Linked DNA regions of Sus scrofa: all the other regions are linked to region 1. The links are chromatin contacts, called in public Hi-C maps. All regions are on one chromosome and are shown on one strand. The core of a region is the stretch at or near the end of the contact, and the rest is flanking DNA. Distances in the headings are between cores, read along the strand shown.

Evidence for each region. Hi-C and Micro-C count contacts between places; a contact is called where the count stands out from the background.
Region 2: a Hi-C map of epiblast stem cells shows a contact between it and region 1, with 2.7 times the contacts expected there. A contact is called at or near these places in 3 of 47 Hi-C or Micro-C datasets (embryonic fibroblasts and epiblast stem cells).
Region 3: a Hi-C map of fetal liver shows a contact between it and region 1, with 1.8 times the contacts expected there. A contact is called at or near these places in 4 of 5 promoter capture datasets (fetal liver, fetal skeletal muscle, liver and 1 more), 29 of 47 Hi-C or Micro-C datasets (adipose tissue, alveolar macrophages, blood and 15 more) and 2 of 2 datasets of targeted methods (alveolar macrophages and skeletal muscle).

What each region holds. Positions count from the first base shown.
Region 1 is chr5:15,345,985-15,348,997 of Sscrofa11.1, reverse strand. SPATS2 (spermatogenesis-associated serine-rich protein 2) reads right to left here and starts at 1,376. Exons shown (of 13, transcript XM_021091602.1): 1 at 1,066-1,376.
Region 2 is chr5:15,281,882-15,284,834 of Sscrofa11.1, reverse strand. It overlaps PRPH (peripherin), which reads right to left and starts at 1,436. Exons shown (of 9, transcript XM_021091600.1): 1 at 1-1,436.
Region 3 is chr5:15,462,445-15,465,499 of Sscrofa11.1, reverse strand. The region is part of intron 8 of SPATS2 (spermatogenesis-associated serine-rich protein 2); the gene reads right to left. Among named protein-coding and RNA genes, the nearest start is that of KCNH3, 31 kb to the left of the region's middle.

The DNA of each region.
Region 1 (3,013 bases), core at 127-2,626:
TACAAGGCAGCCTGATAATTTGAAATCGGCATCAAGAATTTCTTGAGGCAGAACCCAAATGCTCTCACAAGCATAAAACCAGTGGCAGGTGGTACGTGACCATTTCTCATCGAGAAACTGTAATTCTAACAAAGTACAAGTAACTTAGATTTTATCAAGGCTAAATAAAAACAAACTTGTGGTTCTCTCCCAAACATCCTAAACTCTGCATTATCAATAACTAAACTCAAAGCACAATTCCTATTTTTAGTGGTCTGTCCTCTCTTGCTTCATTAACCACAGGTAAATTATACAGAGGGGAAAGAAATATTACAAGCATGTTTTATCAATGAAATAAATGGACTACACAGGATAACCATATTATTAAGAGTGTCTTGTACTCCTTGGCAGAGGGACATGCCAGAGAAAGATCCATCTTCTAAAAGAAGCCAGTCATCCTGGATGAATTAGGAGAAAAATGCCACTCCAGTCCACCTACCCTATACTCTCTAACTGGATTTACCCTTCCGCTTTAATTCAAATCCAAACCGCATTTATTTTCTTTCTCTGCCCCTCTTTGCTTTATTTTCCGTTCCGTTTCCCGCCCCTCCTCAATTCCAAGAATGCCCTTCTATCTCTTATTTTTAAATCCTACTTTGCCTCCAAATCCTAAGAACCTCCGATAGCCACACAGCTGACCTTACGCATCCCCGATGAATTCTCAATTCATTGTACTTCTCATACCAAACGATCCATTCTTTCATGCCTTTCGATCTCTCGTCTCTTAAAATCCAGTGCCCCACACAAGCTCACACCAAGAGTCCCCCCCTCACTCCATTGTTTCCCCGGCCTATGCTTCTGGAAACCCCCCAATTCGGACCCGGTGTCTTCCGCCCGCCCCACTGACCCCAGAAACCTTTCACCATCTGGGCACTCCAGGTCCCAAGGACTCACATCCCCCTCCTCTCGGTACCCCAACCCCCAACTACTGCCCCCTCCCCCGTGCCCTCCCTCAAGCCCGCTCTTTACACCTCTGTGCCCCTCTTCATCCCCCACCAACCCTCCGCCCAGCACCCTCAGCCTCACCTACCCCGGGCCTCCGCAGTCTCCGCGTCCCCCCAGTTCCGGCTCTGCGTCCGGGACGCTCCGGGGTCTGAGAAGAGGAAAGGAGCTCCTCCGCCGCCTCCTCCGGCTCTTCTAGAGCCACCTCCGTCGCCGCCGCGCTCCTCCCCCAGCTCTCTCGGAGCCGGGCGCCGCCCCGCCCCTCCGCCCCTTTCCTCGCTACCCTCCTCAGCCGGGTGGCGGGCTGGGAATCGCAGCGGCGGCTGGGGGCCGAAGTGCCAGCGGATCTACACCGACCTCGCCGGGGCTCGAGCTCTTCGCCCCGCCCCGCAGCCCGCTCGGGCGCGTGCGCGCCGGCCAGCCAGCGCACAGGGCGCGTGCTCGCGCCGGCGCGAACTCGGCGCGCCGAGCTCGAGGCCGTTGCAGCCAACCGGTGCGCGAGGGAGGCGTGAGGCGGCCGGCCAGCCGAGGAGCTGCGCGCGGGGAAGCTCGCGGAGAGAGGCGCCTCCAGTCCGTCGGGTTACCGCTCCTCTCGTGGACCGGTCCCTCGCGCTTCGCACTGCCCGCCGGGCCGGGCACCCGAGTTGAGGGAGCTCGGATGTCCGGGGATTGGGAAGAACGAGGAAGGGAAGGGATAGGAGGAATAGGTAGGGAACAAAGTAGATGGACGTGAGGACGGGTGGGGCAAGAGATCGTGCCCTCGTGCAGAATGGCCCGTGCCCCGAAAGAGCCGGGCGGAGTGGGGTGGGGGGCACAGCGCGTGCTGGTAGTAGAGGGCCTGAGCTGGAACTGCCGGAAAGAGCCGAAACTCCCCGGAGGTTGCCGAAGGCGGCCGCCTCGAAGGGAACCTCGAGAGGGGCTTTTCTCTCTAGGTCCAGGCGGGGACTTGGTCTCCCAGGCTTCTCCCGCTTCCCGTGCCACGACTCTGCCCCAACAGCTTAACACCACTTTCACTTTTGCCTCTGTCCCGACCCAAGATTTACTCCAAAAGGCCATTTCAGAACCACTGACTACGGGAAATGTCCTGATTCCGTAGCCACTCAGCCTCCTGGGAATCCATACAGGCTGGTAAGGAGTTGGTGGGGAGCAGTGCACCTCCCCAGCTGGGCAGAGGATAACTTCGGGAGCAAACTGAGGGACCTCTGCCATGACCCCGGACACAACTGCCCAAGTCCATTTCCTCGTTGGATTTCTAGTCTACTGAGTTGTCTGCATCCCTTTAGGCGGCTGTGGTCAGTTACACTGACGGTCGAATCTTTATGTTAAATATTCTTCTGTCTTCGTGGTTAGTTTCCCAAGCACCCCAAGGCCAGAACCATTTCTAATTGTGCACCTTTCTAGACAGTGTTCACGTGTGAAGCACTCACCGCATTGCCAAAGGGGTTGATGATTAGGAGTGGCTTAAAGGTCGGGTATTTAGGCAATCAACCTTGAAAATGTGATTAAGAATCTGTCCCCGTGTTCTTAACTTTTGAGACCAAAGCAAAAGGGGCTCTGGACAGGCACCAATGACAAGCCAGAGTGTATATGAGCGTATATAGGCACCACAGAAACAGTGTAGTTTTGGTTTTCACAGATTTGTTATTACAGTTTCAGGACAAGTAATGGAATAGTGTAATCTCTGCCAAGTCATCAGGTCCTTTGGTTTTTAACTTTGCAAGGAGTGAAGGATCAAAAATCCTCTGGAGCCCACTGGCCCCTAGTTAAATAATGCCTAACCTAATCCACCCATATCATTTACAGATCTAAAGAAAAAGGACTAGGTAGGTCATCCCACTAGTTAGGGCAGTATACCATGTGCTGCTTACTACTGAATCTTTCAAAGACTCAAATAGAAGTAAAACTGTTCTCTTTTCATTAGATAAATTGATCACCCAATGAGCAGTGGGCATTGTTCTAGATGTGGGTCACTTAACAGAATAAAACTAGATCATTATCCTCAAGGAGGGTATCCAGTTGTAATGGAGGATAA
Region 2 (2,953 bases), core at 187-2,686, 64 kb after region 1:
AGGCTAGGCTCTGTTTCACCTGCTGTCAGCTGCCCCCTCTGTCACCAAGCCAGGAGTTTTGGGAAAACAGGAGGGCAGAGGCAGCTGAGGTGGGTGAGGAGGGGCTGATCTCTTGTAATCCCCGGGGCTCTGTGAAGAGTTGCTGCCTGGCGCCAGCTCTGCCGCTAATGGACTGGCCTCTTCCCCTCCCCCTCCCTTGGACACTTGGCCAGGGGGTTGCCTGCTGATGTCTCAGCCTTAAAGACACAGATCCCAAATCTACCCCAGGCCCCAACAAGGTGGGCTCATCAGAGGGGCTGAGGGTGACTGGGCAGCTCTGGGTCTCACTGGGGAGGGTCTGTGCCCTGCCAGAGGCTGAGCCCAGGGAGGTAGTGTGTGCTGTCTGGCTTCACTGGATTCTCCCTTCCCCCAGTCAACTGCTGCTCAGTCACGGGCCTTTCGGGAACCACAGCGGCGATTCCTGAGGTAGGAAGGGGAGGGGGCTGAGGGGCGGCAGCTGCTGCCAAGGCTGAGATGTGGACACACTGGCAGGAACCAGTTTCCAGTACTGAGGAGTTGCAGGTACCCAGCACTGGGCGGGGCTAGATGGGAAGAGAAGGCGAAAGAGAAGGCGCCCATCCCTATCAGTTCAGGGACCAAAAGAGGAGAGAGAAGGCCCAGGACAGAGCCACAAGCCTGTGCACACAATCAGATGCATATTGTGATAGCACCGTACACCTGTGTGCACACACAGACATGCACAACCACACAGCCCTTTATACCCTCCCCCACCCCAGAGTTAGCAGAGAGGCTGATGTCTGGCCTTTGCATGTCAAACAGCTTCCAGAGACGCAGGCCCAGCCTGCCCAGGAATGCCCGTTGTGGATGGTCTGCCGGCGCCACGGTGCCGAGGGCTGTGTTGTCGGGAGCTAGGGGGCTGCTGCTGCACCACTGCTGGGGACTCCAGGGCTTTCCAGTGAGGACAGGTCCGCCACAGATTGGTCCTGAGGATGAGAGCTGGGCATCTGAGGAAACAGGTTTGGGACTCCCGCCTGGATCTCTGGCTGAGGGGGTGGGGAGGGCAGCTCCCTGGCCAGCCATCTCCTCAGCATTGCAGGGCAGCGGAGCCTCCCCCTCTTTGTGAGTCCTCTGAGATGGGCCAACGCCCTCTCGATCACATCCCTACTGCCTCGCCTCTGTCTCCTCTCCGGGCCCCTCCTTCCTTCCGGGCTATTAGTCTCTCCCTGCACAGCTGCCAGGTCCTTCTCCTTGATGAGTCTGGTTTGGTTGCCAGGGGAATGGGAAGAGGGAGGATGGGAGAGAGGGGATGGGATGGATAAAACAGGCCTGTCCCTACCAACTCTTGGAAGTGGGAGGGTAGGGTCCTGCCTGGGTTGGGAGAGGGGGGCTTGATGGGTGTGAGGGGGGACTAGGGAAGCCTTGGTGCTTTCTGATGCAGCCCTGGGCTCTGAGCCCCAGCTGCCGTTGCAGCCCCACCTACTGCAGCCTAGGTCCTGCCCTGCCCCTGCCCCTGCCAGCTGTCCTTAGGAAGCAAACTGGAAGTCGGAGCTGGCACTTCAAACAGAGGGGCAGGTAAGGCTTGGGGAAGACCAGCTCAGGCTTTATTTTTCCAGGGAGATCCTGATAGACCAAGCCTTTCAGAGTAGAGGCCCCTAGGGCTGGCCCGGGATTTACCAGTAGGGTTCCCATCCCCTCCCCTGCTTCACCTTCCAGCTTACTACCCAGAAGCCTCAGAGTAGAGGGAACCAGGGCCACCTTGGCAGGACTCTGGGGGCTGTGTAGCCAATCCAGCCGGAGCCTGGCCTGGGTTTGGGAACCAGGCCTGCTGACAACACAGAGGAGACTCCTCCCCCTTACTCAGAAAGAAGAAGGCCTGGGAGGTCTTAGAGCCAGAAGAAAGGTAGGAAAGTGTCAAGGTTAAGAGCCAGAGCTCTGGCATCCAGCTGCCAAGCTTCCCATCTATTCCAACATGCTGTTATACCAATTTATGCTCATTGCTATGTCCTCCCATGGCCCCAGCAAAGGGAGGATAAGTGTAGCTCCCACCTCATAACTGGGAGGATTAAATAAATAACATGTAGGAGTTCCCTGGTGGCTCAGTGGATTAAGGATCTGGTGTTGTCACTACTGTGGCTGTGGTTACTGCTATGCCACAGGTTTGATCTCTGGCCCGGGAACTTCTTCGTGCCAAGGGTAAGGCCAATAAAAAATAAAATAAAATAAAATAAAATAAAACTTGTAAAGCATTTAGAACTCATATCATAAAGACTGGAAATTTCAGCTAATTTTATTACTGCTGCTACTACAACAACTACTACTGTTAGAACTCTCTAGAGTTGGGGAGTTCCGTCAGAAACGTATCCAACTAGGAACCATTAGATTGCAGGTTCGACCCCTGGCCTCACTCAGTGAATTAAGGATCTGGCGTTGCCATGAGCTGTGGTGTAGGTTGCAGACATGGCTTGCATCTGGCATTGCTGTGGCTGTGGAGTAGGCCAGCGGTTACAGCTCCAATTAGACCCCTAGCCTGCAAATCTCCATATGCCGTGGCGGTGGCCCTCAAAAGACAAAAGACAGAAAAAATAAAATAAAATCTCTAGAGTGATATGGTCAGCCCCTAAGTGCAGTGAGGATCTGGACTTCCTTCAGGTTGACCCACTAAGAGCAGTGCTGGACTGGGGTGGCAGGAGCCCAGTACTTCCTGGCTGTTGGAGGGAGGGGAGGGTGGCTTCATCTTCCTCAGTGCACTAGGTAGATAGTCTACTGATTAAGGCTTGAACTCCAGGAATTCCTGCTGTGGCCTGACAGGATGGTTGGTGTCTCTGCAGCTCTAAGATGTAGGTTCCATCCCTGGGGCAGTGCAGTGGGTTAAAGGATTTGGCCTGGGAATTCCATACGCCACGGGGTGGCCAAAAAAGAAAAAAAGAAAAAAAGACATGGACTCCAGTCTACC
Region 3 (3,055 bases), core at 455-2,954, 120 kb before region 1:
GCTCCTAGTCAGATTCGTTAACCACTGCGCCACGATGGGAACTCCGTGTTTTAGGTATTTTTGAAATTGTTTTTGTTCATGAAATGATTTCTAAATTTTTAGCATCTTTATAGATGGACTTTATATTAAAGGGATCTTAACAAAGATCCCTTTGCTAAGACTAGTGGTAGTTTAACAGACGAACAAAAGAGAAGCTCAAAAGGAAGTAACTTTTTGAAGGTGAATAAGGCATCACCAGTAAAAATTTTAGTCTTAAGCACAGACTTACATTGACATTATATATTGTAGAATCTCAAATTTCTTACCCATTTTCTCCTTTTAATAATTACCTTTTGATTTTCAGTAAAACAGAAATTTTATTTAAAATGCAGGCTGAGGAGTTTCCATAGTGGCACAATAGAAACAAACCCAACTAGGAACCATGAGGCTGTGGGTTCGATCCCTGGTCTCTCTCAGTGGGTTAAGTATCCACTGCTGCCGTGAGCTGTGGTGTAGGTCTGAGCTGTGGTGCAGGTCTCAGACACGGCTTGGATTCTGCATGGCTGTGGCTGTGGCGTACGCCAGCAGCTGTAGCTCCAATTTGACCCCTGGCCTGGGAACCTACATATGCCGTGTGGCTCTAAAAGAGCAAAAAAAAAAAAAGTTTAGGCTGAGGAGTTCTCATCATGACTCAGTAGTCAGCGAACCCGACTAGCATCCATGAGAATTGGGGTTTCACTCCTGAGCTTGCTCAGTGGGTTAAGGATCCAGTGTGGCCATGAGCTGTGATGTAGGTCACAGACATGGCTTGGATTCCCTTGTGGCTGTAGCTGTGGTGTAGGCCTACATATGCCACGGGTGTGGCCCTAAAAAGACAAAAAAAAAAAAAAAAAAAAAAAGGCAGGCTAACTGTGTATCTTGTGGGCATTTTTCTCCGACATGTATAAAGACAAACGACAGACGTCCAAAATAGTTTATGTGCTCCAGCTCATGTTTCACTTCAGATCCTGTTCCTTAACACCCTTAAACTTAAGTCAACTAGGAGCTCCAACGGTGTGCCAGACAAATTTTATTAATTAACAAGAAAAATAAACTTGGGTCTAGAGATGATTATTGCTGGATCAGCAATACGAACAGATTTTACATTTTACCTCCCGGAAAGCCTGATTTTCACCTTTCCAGTTCAGTTTTCATTTGGCCTCAACGTGAGAGCAGTTATCCATATATAATCTCCCTAGTGCACCTGTCAGGTGTAATGTAACCTTACTGTTGCAAATTTGTTAGAATCCTTTCATTTTCTTTTATACTATAACCAACACAAAAAATGGCTTCCTAAGTGACATTAACTCCAAGCTCTGGTTTAGTGCCAAACAGAGTTAGCTTACCTGCCAATTATGACCTAAAGTAGCAACTACAAGGGGCATTGAAATAAGGCAGTTTAAAAACCCAATCAGCCAGAGAGAAGGGCTTTACCCCAGCAGGAAAAGGCAGGTAATCTCTCTTTCCTGAAGTTAAATTGACCTGGTTGCTACGCCTACTGATCAATCCTAAATACACAGTTTCTAGGCAGGAAACCATTCCATTTGTCATTTATTAAAGGAGGCTCCCCCTGGCTGGGTTCCAAGTCAACAAAACTCACAAATCTCTCTCCCGGAACTGTTTCCTGGTTCAGGCTGGTTCTGAACGGAATCGGAGCCTGTGGCTAAGTACTCAGTCAGCTAAACAACCATGGAGACCAGAGGCTTCTCAAGGCAAAGTTGTGGTGTCCTGCTCTTAGCTCTTTGTTCTTTTCTTCAACCAGTAATATTGGATATGACAATAATCCAGGCAAAGGGCACTGTGCTTCCTCCCAGAGGGTCAGAAAGAAATCGGTTACCTAGATAAATTTCCACAGGAAGTCAGAACGTATTTAAGGTGAGTCTGGGAGAATCGGCTGGATTTAGATAAATACAAAAATACAAGAGAGCATATACAGGCTGGAAAAATGGCATTAACTAGCATATGGAAGAGAAAATGTGAACATTAAGTTTTGAGATGAGGAATTTGGCTGGAGCAAAAATGTATAAGAAAAACAGAAGAAATGGCATTATATTCTAGCTCCAAAACCTGAAGGGGAAACTTGGGCCTCAGGACAAAGCATGGGTAGATTAGTACATGAATTATCGATCCTAAAAGTACTTTGCAAATGATAAAAGCAGGGGTCAGTGATTTGGGGGGAAGCGTTACTCTACATCTGCGTTAATTCACTCCCTCTTCAATTCCATGGAACAGAAGGGCGGAGGCTGCCCATACTCCCTCTCCCTCTGTCTCCCGTGGCACGAAGTGACCAGATGAAGTGTGTGAACAGAGGAACATGACCTGAGGGCACAGCCACAGACAAGCAAGAAAACAGATGGATGGTTGGGAGGAAGAGTGGTGTAGGTTCTCTCCACTCACGAAAACTTCCTCTCACATTTCAGATCCTGTAAGTCTCATAAATAAGCAGAACGGACAGTCTTAAAACCCCAAAGATCAACCCAGATGCTTGTCTTCCCATCTTTTTATTTAATTTGGTCTTTAGGTCTTTTTCATTTTCAAAAAAGTCCCTTATAAAATGCAAGTAAATTCCAGAAAGGAGTTATGGTTTAAAAATTAGTTACCACTTTAATATCTAATAGTTAAAATAGCTTCAGTGTTCTAGAAAAAAATCAGAACATATTTCTCCTCCCAAAGAGTCTATAATCAAATACATTTGAGAAATAGCATAGTATAGACCCCTCTTATAAATTCACAAGGCACATTAGCATTGAAAAGACAGTAAAATGTTCAGTAGTTAGAAAATTTTAAGTATTTTCAAAACTCTTTAACTATTAAATATATTTCTCCTACAGAACACATATAAATATACTTTAAGATATGATTATTTTTAGAACATAGTTTAAAAAAACACAAAATTAGAGTTCCCGTCATGGCCCAGCAGAAACGAATCCAACTAGGAGCCATGAAGTCACGGGTTTGATTCCTGGCCTCAATCAGTGGGTTAAGGATTGGGTGTTGCTGTGAGCTGTGGTGTAGGTTGCAGACATGGCCTAGATCT